Regions from separate parts of the Sus scrofa genome. Here all the other regions are linked to region 2. A link is a contact called in public Hi-C and HiChIP or PLAC-seq data. All regions are on one chromosome and are shown on one strand. Each heading gives the region's core, a stretch centred on a gene start, on an enhancer-like site or on the middle of the called end of the contact. The rest is flanking DNA. Distances are from core to core; before and after follow the strand shown. Region 1 holds the start of CCDC97 (coiled-coil domain-containing protein 97). Region 2 holds the start of LOC106510546 (cytochrome P450 2S1). Region 3 overlaps HNRNPUL1 (heterogeneous nuclear ribonucleoprotein U-like protein 1).

Evidence for each region. A called contact is a pair of places that touch in the nucleus more often than the background predicts. HiChIP or PLAC-seq counts read pairs in DNA pulled down with a chosen protein or histone mark.
Region 1: a Hi-C map of retroperitoneal adipose tissue shows a contact between it and region 2, with 2.0 times the contacts expected there. The contact joins the promoter of CCDC97 here to the promoter of LOC106510546 in region 2. A contact is called at or near these places in 2 of 5 promoter capture datasets (fetal liver and liver), 33 of 47 Hi-C or Micro-C datasets (adipose tissue, alveolar macrophages, blood and 17 more) and 2 of 2 datasets of contacts at active chromatin or transcription factors (alveolar macrophages and skeletal muscle).
Region 3: an H3K27ac HiChIP or PLAC-seq map of alveolar macrophages shows a contact between it and region 2. The contact joins the enhancer-like site here to the promoter of LOC106510546 in region 2. A contact is called at or near these places in 1 of 47 Hi-C or Micro-C datasets (liver) and 1 of 2 datasets of contacts at active chromatin or transcription factors (alveolar macrophages).

The regions. Positions count from the first base shown.
Region 1 is chr6:49,316,379-49,319,364 of Sscrofa11.1, forward strand. It overlaps CCDC97 (coiled-coil domain-containing protein 97), which reads left to right and starts at 1,499. Exons shown (of 5, transcript XM_021094417.1): 1 at 1,499-2,451. The coding sequence starts at 2,406.
Region 2 is chr6:49,219,258-49,222,625 of Sscrofa11.1, forward strand. LOC106510546 (cytochrome P450 2S1) reads left to right here and starts at 2,104. Exons shown (of 9, transcript XM_021094414.1): 1 at 2,104-2,699. The coding sequence starts at 2,523.
Region 3 is chr6:49,298,420-49,301,707 of Sscrofa11.1, forward strand. HNRNPUL1 (heterogeneous nuclear ribonucleoprotein U-like protein 1) reads left to right here. Exons shown (of 17, transcript XM_021094416.1): 8 at 1,872-2,138. Among named protein-coding and RNA genes, the nearest start is that of CCDC97, 18 kb to the right of the region's middle. Within about 2 kb of position 2,027, at least 1 of the 83 cell types and tissues checked has an H3K27ac peak or open chromatin away from gene starts, as enhancers often do. A contact at or near this core is called in alveolar macrophages, where this site is marked.

The DNA of each region.
Region 1 (2,986 bases), core at 249-2,748, 97 kb after region 2:
GGATTCAGGCTGGTGCGGATTCCAAGAACTTCTTTAGCCATTAAATGTTAGGTACTTGCTCTGTTCCTCACTTACTGTGGACAGTGCTGAGGACACAGCATGACCAAGGCCATCCTGGACCCTGCCCTGATGGGGCTCCCAATCCAAAGGCAAAAATGGGGTGTGGTATGGTGAGAGTGAGGGCTTCCTGAAGAAGGAAACATGTTACTACAATAGAAGTGAGCTGGGATAAAAGACTGATTGCATCCCCACAACCTATCCTTCCTCAGCAACTTGAGTCATTTCTTCATCTCCTATGGACATGCTGTGCTCCTGGCCCCTTGTGACGGACAGTGCTGGGGCATAGGAGTGTCCAGTTTAGCCCCATCTGTTCCCTGATAGGAACTGTCTCAGAGCTTTGTGAAGGGGACACAGCTTACAAAATAAGGGGAAGAAAGTTGACTAGTTTTGAGATCAGATGTGAGGCATCTGAACCTGAGATGGAGCCAAGGTTGGTGGCCAGTTGGGCTAAGTGGCTGGAGTGGCCTCCCTGCTCAGGGAAGGCCTCAAGTCTTCTATTCTGGGAAGTCCCTGGCTCTACAGATCCATGGGTTGGGCAACAGTGCCCTCTGCTGGCGGCCTGGCAACATGTCTAAATGTAGTCAGTCCTGGTGTATCCCAGATGGCTCCAGATCCCTCATCCCGGGGAATATAAAAGCGAAGTTACTCTGCTTTTGGCCAGTGTCTGGATTACTGTATCAGCTTCCTCACAGATCTCTATCAACCTCCAGTGCCTTTGCCCTGATAACCCCCTACCTGCTCCGCACAGGATAAAGGAGCTCAAACTAAATACAGCTTCAAGGCCCCACATGCCTGGCCCCTGTTGACCTCACTGCCTTTATCTCTTGCCAATCCCTTTTAGAATAAATGCCTTGGAAATTGAGGTTATAGGGGAGTGGCCAATCCTTTTAAAATCATAAATGCCTTGGAAATACATAGAGTCTTACATAAAGATTTACAGGAGTTCCCGTCGTGGTGCAGTGGTTAACGAATCCGACTAGGAACCATGAGGTTGCGGGTTCGGTCCCTGCCCTTGCTCAGTGGGTTAACGATCTGGCGTTGCCGTGAGCTGTGGTGTAGGTTGCAGACGCGGCTCGGATCCTGCGTTGCTGTGGCTCTGGCGTAGGCCAGTGGCTACAGCTCCAATTAGACCCCTAGCCTGGGAACCTCCATATGCCACAGGAGCGGCCCAAAAAATAGCAAAGGAAGAGACAAAAAAAAAAAAAAAAAGATTTACAAGGTTCTGGAGTTCCCATTGTGGCTCAGGAATTAATGAACCCGAGTAGTAGCCATGAGGATACAGGTTTGATCCCTGGCCTCTCACTCAGTGGGTTAAGGATCCAGCGTTGCCGTGAGCTGTGATTGTAGGTTGCAGATGCGGTTCGGATCTAGCATTGCTGTGGCTGTGGCATAGACCCACAGATACAGCTCAGGTTGGACCCCTAGCTTGGGGAACCTCTGTATGTCGCAGGTGTGGCCTTAAAAAAATTTTTTTACAAGGTTCTCAAGTCCTTGCAGCCTTACTATGGCCTCAAGTTAGAACAACCTTCCAATTCCCTGACTTTACTGAAGTCTTTGCAGCAACCAGGATTATCCAATCCTACCTGAGACCCTGTCTATCTCCCTCTTATCTGATTCCTGCTTATCCTTCAGGTCCTAGCTTGGGTGTCCTTTCATCCCAGAAAGGAACCTTCCCTGGCTTACCAGGCTAGGGTGGGCAGCTCCCTTAGCCCTGTGGGTCCACCGGAGCCCTGGCCACTCAGGGTCACTGGTAACACCGGACCCATTAACCTAGGGCAAATCAGGACTGAGATCTCCTCTCCACATCTAGGATTCTCCAGGTCCTAGAATATAAAAGTGGTAAATCCAATCTATGATCTCATTACCTATCTCATGCTAACCAGAGATTAGGTTTGATGACAGAATCAAGAGCCAGGGCTTAGTAAATATTCTTGGAAGTGGTGAAGAAATAAGACAATAGACTTGGGGTCTAAACATGAGCCCAGGCCCTGGAGAATGGTCATTCAAACCATCCCCAAATTAGGCATGCTGGTGTCGAGTCACAGCAATGCAGTTTGAACAATGTTTCCCTCCTGATATTCCAATTTCCTAGCAGTTCAGGTTAGGGGCAGAGGTTGCCCGGAAGGGCCTATCTGACCCTGGCGCCCTTTCCCTTCCCGACGGGAGGGCGGGGCGAGCACGCATGCGCATAGGAAGGTCCGCCCTCATCCCGGAACTTCGGTTCCTGGTGCTGCGGGGCCCCGGGCCCCGGGAGTGTGCTCAGCCGGAAGTGGCCTCCGGGAGTGTGCAACTGGGATTGGCGTACAGAGCTTATCACGGCGGTTAACGAGTCGTAGGAAATCAGGATGGAGGCCGTGGCAGCCGCGGCAGCGGCGATGGAACCCGGTGAAGGTGAGGTCCTGGCCACGCGTTGGCGGCGGGAGCATGGGACTGCGGTGTCACTAGGAAATGAGTCCCCATGAAGGCGAAGGGGGACACTTTATAAGGGGACACCTGTCTTTGGCCTTACCTGTCCCCCTCACCACTTTGTCCAGATTAACCCCTCTTGTCGCGGGCTGGCCTCCTTTAGCCTTTCGCCTCCTCCTAAATTAACCTCTTCCAAGTTACAGGCCAGCTCTTACCGTGTCCCAGGCTAATCCAGTTCCTAACCAGGCTAACTCTCAGGCTAGTTTAAACCTCCCCTAGTCCTGGACTAACTCTCCCCATTGTACCTGCCCACCCTGCTTCTCAAGGCACTTCCTTCCCTTGCTTCATCCTGTTTTTTCTATGCAGAATGCTTATCCAGACTAACGGCACCCCCATTTCATTCTAATTCCCCTTCCGCGAAAGTCCACAGTCCCACCTGCCTCTTCAGGGTCCTTAATCCATTTCCCCCGTTTCTCTTTTTTGCATTTTCAGTCTTTTTCTCTTCATGCCTCCCCACCAG
Region 2 (3,368 bases), core at 854-3,353:
ACTAGAAATAAAATGCAAAATCTTTTCCACAACATCCTCGCTGACCTGCTCCCCTACATTCAATTGTCGATGCAACACAAATTTATTGAATATCTACTGTGCGGCGAGGCACTGGGGGAAGACAGCGTGGATCTGACATTGTAACCATCTTCTGCCTCAACAAGCCATCGCATTGCCCTGGCCTTGATGCATCCTGAAATTATCTTAATTTATAATTTCATTTGCATGGAGATAAGCACTCTGAGAGGGCAGTGTCCCTCTGTTACTCATAGCTACGTGTCCAGATCTAGGCCCGAGCAAAGTCTTATTTACAGTTAGACCTCAGTAACAATTAGTTGAAAGGCTATTAGGTGGCATTTATTTAACATTTGATATGTATGCGCCTTGCCCTGTTTTAAGTTGGGTGCACACACATGTACCAATTTAATCCTGAGACAGAGCCCCGTTTTACAGAAGAGTTAACAGAGGCGCAGAGAAGCTAGGCTGTGAACTCAAGCAGTTTGGCTTCTGGCATCATTTTTCTAACCACTATTGCTAAGTGAGTGAATGATTCAATCAATCACTCAGACTAGCCTGAGAGGTTTTTTTATTTTATTTTTATTTTTTTTAATTTTTTTGGTCTTTTTGCTATTTCTTTGGGCCGCTCCCGCAGCATATGGAGGTTCCCAGGCTAGGGGTCGAATTGGAGCTATAGCCCCCGGCCTACGCCAGAGCCACAGCAACTGGGGATCTGAGCCACGTCTGCAACCTACACCACAGCTCACGGCAACGCCGGATCCTTAACCCACTGAGCAAGGGCAGGGACCGAACCTGCAACCTCATGATTCCTAGTCGGATTCGTTAACCACTGCGCCACGACGGGAACTCCCTATTTTATTTTTTTAATATTACTCAATGAATTTATTACATTTGTAGTTGTACAATGATCATCACAACCCAGTTTTATAGCATTTCCATCCCAAACCCTCAGTGTATCCCCCCCACCCCCTCAAACCTGTCTCCTTTGGAAAGCATAAGTTTTTCAAAGTCTGTGAGTCAGTATCTGTTCTGCAAAGTTCATTCTGTCCTTTTTTCAGATTCCACATGTCAGTGAAAGCATTTGATGTTGGTGTCTCATTGTCTGACTGACTTCACTTAGCATGATAATTTCTAAGTCCATCCATGTTGCTAAAAATGCCAGTATTTCGTTCCTTTTAATGGCTAATATTCCATCGTGTATATGTACCACATCTTCTTGATCCACTCCTCTGTCAGTGGACATTTAGGTTGTTTCCATGTCTTGGCTATTGCAAATAGTGCTGCAATGAACCTTGGAGTACATGTGTCTTTTCAAGTCATGGCTTTCTCTGGATAGATGCCCAGGAGTGAGATTGCTGGGTCAAATGGTAGTTCTATTTTTAGTTTTCTGAGGAATCTCCATACTGTTTTCCACAGTGGTTGCGCCATTTACATTCCCACCAACAGTGTCATAGGGCTCCTTTTTCTCCACACCCTCTCCAGCACTTATTGTTTGTAGACTTTTTGATGATGGCCATTCTGGCTGGTGTAAGGTGGTACCTCAAAGAGGTTTGATTTGCATTTCTCTAATCATGACTGATGTTGAACATCTTTTCATGTGTTTCTTGGCCATCTGTACGTCTTCTTTGGAGAATTGTCTGTTTAGATCTTCTGCCCTTTTTTTTGGTGGGGGTTGTTTGTTCTTTTGGTATGGAGCAGTAGGAGGTGTTTATAAATTTTAGAGATGAATCCCTTGGTCAATTCATTTGCAAATATTTTTTCCCATTCTGTGGGTTGTCTTCTTGTTTTGTTTAGGGTTTCCTTTGCTGTGCAGAAACTTTTAAGTTTAATTAAGTCCGATCTGTTAATTTTTGTTTTTACCGTCGTGACTCTAAGAGGTGGATCTGAGAAGATGTTGCTGTCATTTACATCAGAGAGTGTTTGGCCTATGTTTTCCTCTAAGCGTTTTATAGTATCTGGTCTTATATCTAGGTCTTTAAGCCATTCTGAGTTTATTTTCGTGCATGATGTGAGGGTGTGTCCCAGTTGCATTGATTTACATGTATCTGTCCACACGCACGTACCCACCCGACAAGCACTCACACGCGAACGCACACCCTGGTAGCAGTGAGCAGGGAGGCAGGAGCTGCGGAGAGCGAGAGGGGTCACAGCCAGGCACTGGGTGTGGCCTCCTGGAGGCGGCCAAGGTCTCCAGCTTCAGGTTCCTCCCTTCTGCCCACGCCCTACCTGCGGCCCAAAAAGCTGTCTCCGCCCCCTCCAACCTGGGTGACCGGGGAGACGACCGCTGGAGCGTGTGTCCCCGACACCAGGCGGCGGCGGCAGTCTGGGGGAAAGAAATCCGGCGGCAGGGAAAGAACCCTGCCCTTAGGCCAGAGGAAAGGCTAGCTGCCCCGCCTCCGTCCGCCAGATTTCGCTTCGCCGTGGAGGGAGCCGCCCGGCACCCGCCCCCAACTGGCCCAGCCTCGTGGAGCGTCTGGGAGCCGCGGAAGCAGCAACCTGCCGAGATGGAGGCGGCAGGCACCTGGGCGCTGCTGCTGGTGCTGGTGCTGCTGCTGCTGCTGGCGCTGGCGCTGCCTGGGATCCGGACCGGAGGCCACCTGCCCCCTGGGCCCGCGCCGCTGCCGCTGCTGGGGAACCTGCTGCAGCTCCGGCCCGGGGCTCTCTACTTGGGACTCATGCGGGTGAGGGGCCGCGCCGCCGCCCTGGCCAGGAAGGAGTGGGGGCGGGTGCCAGGACCAAGAGACCCAGGGGACCCCCAGGAGAGAAAGCAGGCAGAGAGGCCCTTGGGTATCCTGGAGGATGCAGGCAAAGGGTCCCAGGGCAGAGCAGCTGTGGATGCTCCGGGGCGGGGCAGGAGTAGGGGTCCAGGGCTGAGAGGAGGAGTGGGGGGAGTCTTGGGGAGAGAGGATCCTGGGGTGGGGGCTGGGGGCTAGGAGGGGCAGAATTTTGCCTACAGAACCCTGGAGAGAGTTTGAGAGCTAGGAAGCAGGATCCAGAGTGGCAGGGGTCCCGGGTTACAGAGACCAGCAGACTCCTGGCAAGGTTGGGCGTGGAGGGGCCGGGCACCAAAGCTGAGAAAGACAGTCCTCAAGCAGAAGAGAAACTGACGCTGTGATGTGGTGGCTTGTCCCAGCGAGAGAGGGAATACAGGGGAGCCATCCTGAGGAGGGGGGAGAGTGTGTTACCCCCCCCGGGGGGGGGGAGTTGGAGGCAGAGGCTGGAGTTCCAGGAATCTATCTGCAGAGACCTAGGGGGATGTGGGGGGTGGGGCGTGGAGCTGGGTGGAGCTCAGCTGGGAGGAAGCTGGAAGTTCCTGGGACAGAGAAAGGGAAGAACATGAAAGAAGGACC
Region 3 (3,288 bases), core at 777-3,276, 79 kb after region 2:
TGTCTTCCCGGCATGGACTGGACCTGTGTGGGCACTGAGATGAACATATATAAAGGGCGATGTAGAACTGCATCCTGTGAGGCTGAGGGTGGCGGGGAGGAAGCTCCTTGGGGGCAAGGGCTTCACTGTTTCTCACAGGGCAAGTCCCCAGGTGGTGTCCCTACGCAAGAGGGAAGGAGCACTGCGTCTGGTGCTCTTCTCTCAGGAACCCAGCCTTTGCTTCCGTTTGCCATCTGATCCCAAGCTTTGGGTCTCTTTTAATTGTAGACCTTTACCCTGCAGCTAAAGTGATCTTTCTGAAACACAGTTTTTTGTTTGCTCTTTGGCTGCCCCATGGCATACGCAAGTTCCCAGGCCAGGGATCAGATCCAAGCAGAAGCTGCAACCTACACCACAGCTATAGCAACACAGGATCCTAACCCACTACACTGGGCTGGGGATGAACCAGCGCCTCCACTGAGACAAGCCAGCTCATTAACCCACTGTGCCATAGCAAGAACTCCCTATAACACTGTTCTAACCAGACCATTCCCCTATAAGTTAGGGGCTCTGCTCTTCTGCCATCAGCATGAATCCAAACTTGAGGTGACAGAGCGCCCCTCATTCACTGAGGACAAGGGACCATGTCTGCTCCCCACCATTTCAGCCCAGCACAGTGCGTGGCATCTCGGAGTGAGAGCACCATTGTGCACTCCCTGTGATCAGTTACCTGGTTAATCCTCAGAATAACTCTATATAAACAGTATAGAATCTTATCATGGCCCCTCTTTTTTGTTGTTTTTTGTTTTTTGCCTTTTTTCAGGGCTGCACCCACGGCACTTGGAGGTTCCCAGGCTAGGGGTTGAATGGAGCTATAGCTGCTGGCCTACACCACAGCCATAGCAACACGGAATCAGAGCCATGTCTGCAACCTACACCACAGCTCACGGCAATACCAGATCCTTAACCCACTGAGCGAGGCCAGGGATCAAACCCGTGTCCTCATGGATACTGGCTGGGTTCGTTAACTGCTGAGCCACGACGGGAACTCCAGCCCCACTTTTTTGATAAGGAAACTGAAGATGCAGTAAATGAGAGCTGAAGCAGTCCCCCTTCCAAAACAGGATCTTCACCAGTAAACTTGAGCTGCTCAGTAAGGACTCAGTAAATTGTTGAATTAATGAATATCATCTCTGCCAGGCTCTCCAACCATACCTGAAATTAATCCCCTGGCCCCAGCCCTTGGTTCCATATGCCTCGGCCAGGCTGACCCTGTGTTCCCTCACTGCTAGGTTTGTATACAGAGGATAATTCTCTTTAGGACTGACTCTTTCCTCCTACCCCAGACTTGGTTTATGGGTTCCTCTTCAAAGAATCTTGCTCCTGTGTAGGTGCTCTTACCGAATTAGGATAGTGTCCTTATTTGATTACCCACTGGGCCCTGAGCTCTGTCAGGCCCAGATCACTGTAGACATACGCGTCAGGAAGAGTAGGAACTCATGGAACACATGTTGAGCAAATAAATGAATGCATTTGTAGAGCTGGGCTTGACTTGAAAGGCCCTGCTGTGGCTTGCTTTCCATCTGTTATCTTGCTAGGGTTGAAGACGGGAAGGACCGCTTTTTGCTTCCTCTCCATCTCAGGCACAAGACTCAAATACTTGGAGCTTCATAAGAGTACACAATTCATGTCCACCAGCTTTGGGGCTTTGGGCTGCATGTTTTCTGAGCTGTTCCTGGTGCTGCCTGACCAGGTGTATCTGTATGTTGAGGGATGCATTTGAATATGGGGCGCCAGCTCTGTTTCCACTCCCTGCATCTGCTCTCTGACCTGTGGCTCCCAGTGCCTTAAACTGAGCATTCATATTCTCTTCCTTTGGCTTTTTTCCCTAGGACTTTGAATGTGGAAATGACGTGGAACTTTCCTTCACCAAAAATGGAAAGTGGATGGGCATTGCCTTCCGAATCCAGAAGGAAGCTTTAGGGGGCCAGGCCCTCTACCCTCATGTCCTGGTCAAGAATTGCGCAGTAGAGTTCAACTTCGGGCAGAGGGCGGAACCCTACTGTTCTGTTCTCCCAGGCTTCACTTTCATCCAGCACCTTCCCCTGAGCGAGCGAATCAGGGGCACCGTTGGACCAAAGAGCAAGGCAGAGTGTGAGGTGAGTGGGCCTGGGAGCCTGAACTGGTGGCCGCCTTTCCGGAGCCGTGTTGCTGCCAAGACAGAGGGGGAGACACTCAGCAGCCACATGTGATGAAAGTGGCACAGCCCGGCTGTGTGGGTAACCCTGGGTTCAGGGGGCCTCTTCTTCCCAGCTCCTTGTTGCTGCCTCAGAGTCGAGAGCTTCTGTGAGAGTGAAGTGAGGGTCGTGGGTATGTAGCTTAGGCCAAAGAGGGGTTTCTTAAGGTAAGAGACCTAAATCTCAGAAAGATTCCAGAAGGAAGTTGCCACACTGCTCCTTGGGTAAGGTCCGAGTCTTGGAAAGAGGGGCTTTCCTTTCAGTGGCAATAGTGGAAAGGCACTTCTGGTGAGCGAGTTCCTGGAGGAGGTATACAGCTCCACACTCCCCGCCAAAGCCATCTGCAAACCAAAATGGCTGCAGAAGCTTGTGCTGGTGGTCTTTGTTCTCAAATGTTTCTTCTGGTGTATAAGTAATTTTGTGTTTAGCCTACAAATCTTAGAAATATAAAGAAAATAAGTTTCTCCCGTAATTCTACCCACACAGATAAATTTCCTTTAAAGTTTTAGAGTTTATCCTTTTTTCTTTTTATTTCCGTGCTAGGTGCCTGTTACACACATTTATGATTGAGATCTTAATGGTATAAGCATTTTGATACCCTGGAGTTCCCATGGTGGCGCAGTGGTTAACGAAGCTGACTGGGAACCATATGGTTGCAGGATCGATCCCTGCCCTTGCTCAGTGGGATAACAATCCGGCGGTGCCATGAGCTGTGGTGTAGGTCACAGATGTGGCTCGGATCCTGCACTGCTGTGGCTCTGGTGTAGGCCAGCGGCTATAGCTGCGATTCAACCCCTAGCCTGGGAACCTCCATATGCCGCAGGAGCGGCCCAAGAAATGGCAAAAAGACAAAAAAAAAAAGAAGAAGTATTTTGATACCCTGCCCTTTCACTTAATGTTATTTTGTGAGCTTTATCCCAACACATGAACATCTCTTTTTTAAATTTTTATTTCTTTTTGGGCTGCCCTGTGGCACATGGAGTTCCCGGCCAGGAATCAGATCCAAGCCACGGCTGTGACCTAAGCCACAGCTGCGGCAACACCCAATCCTAAACCCACTGTGCTGGGCTGG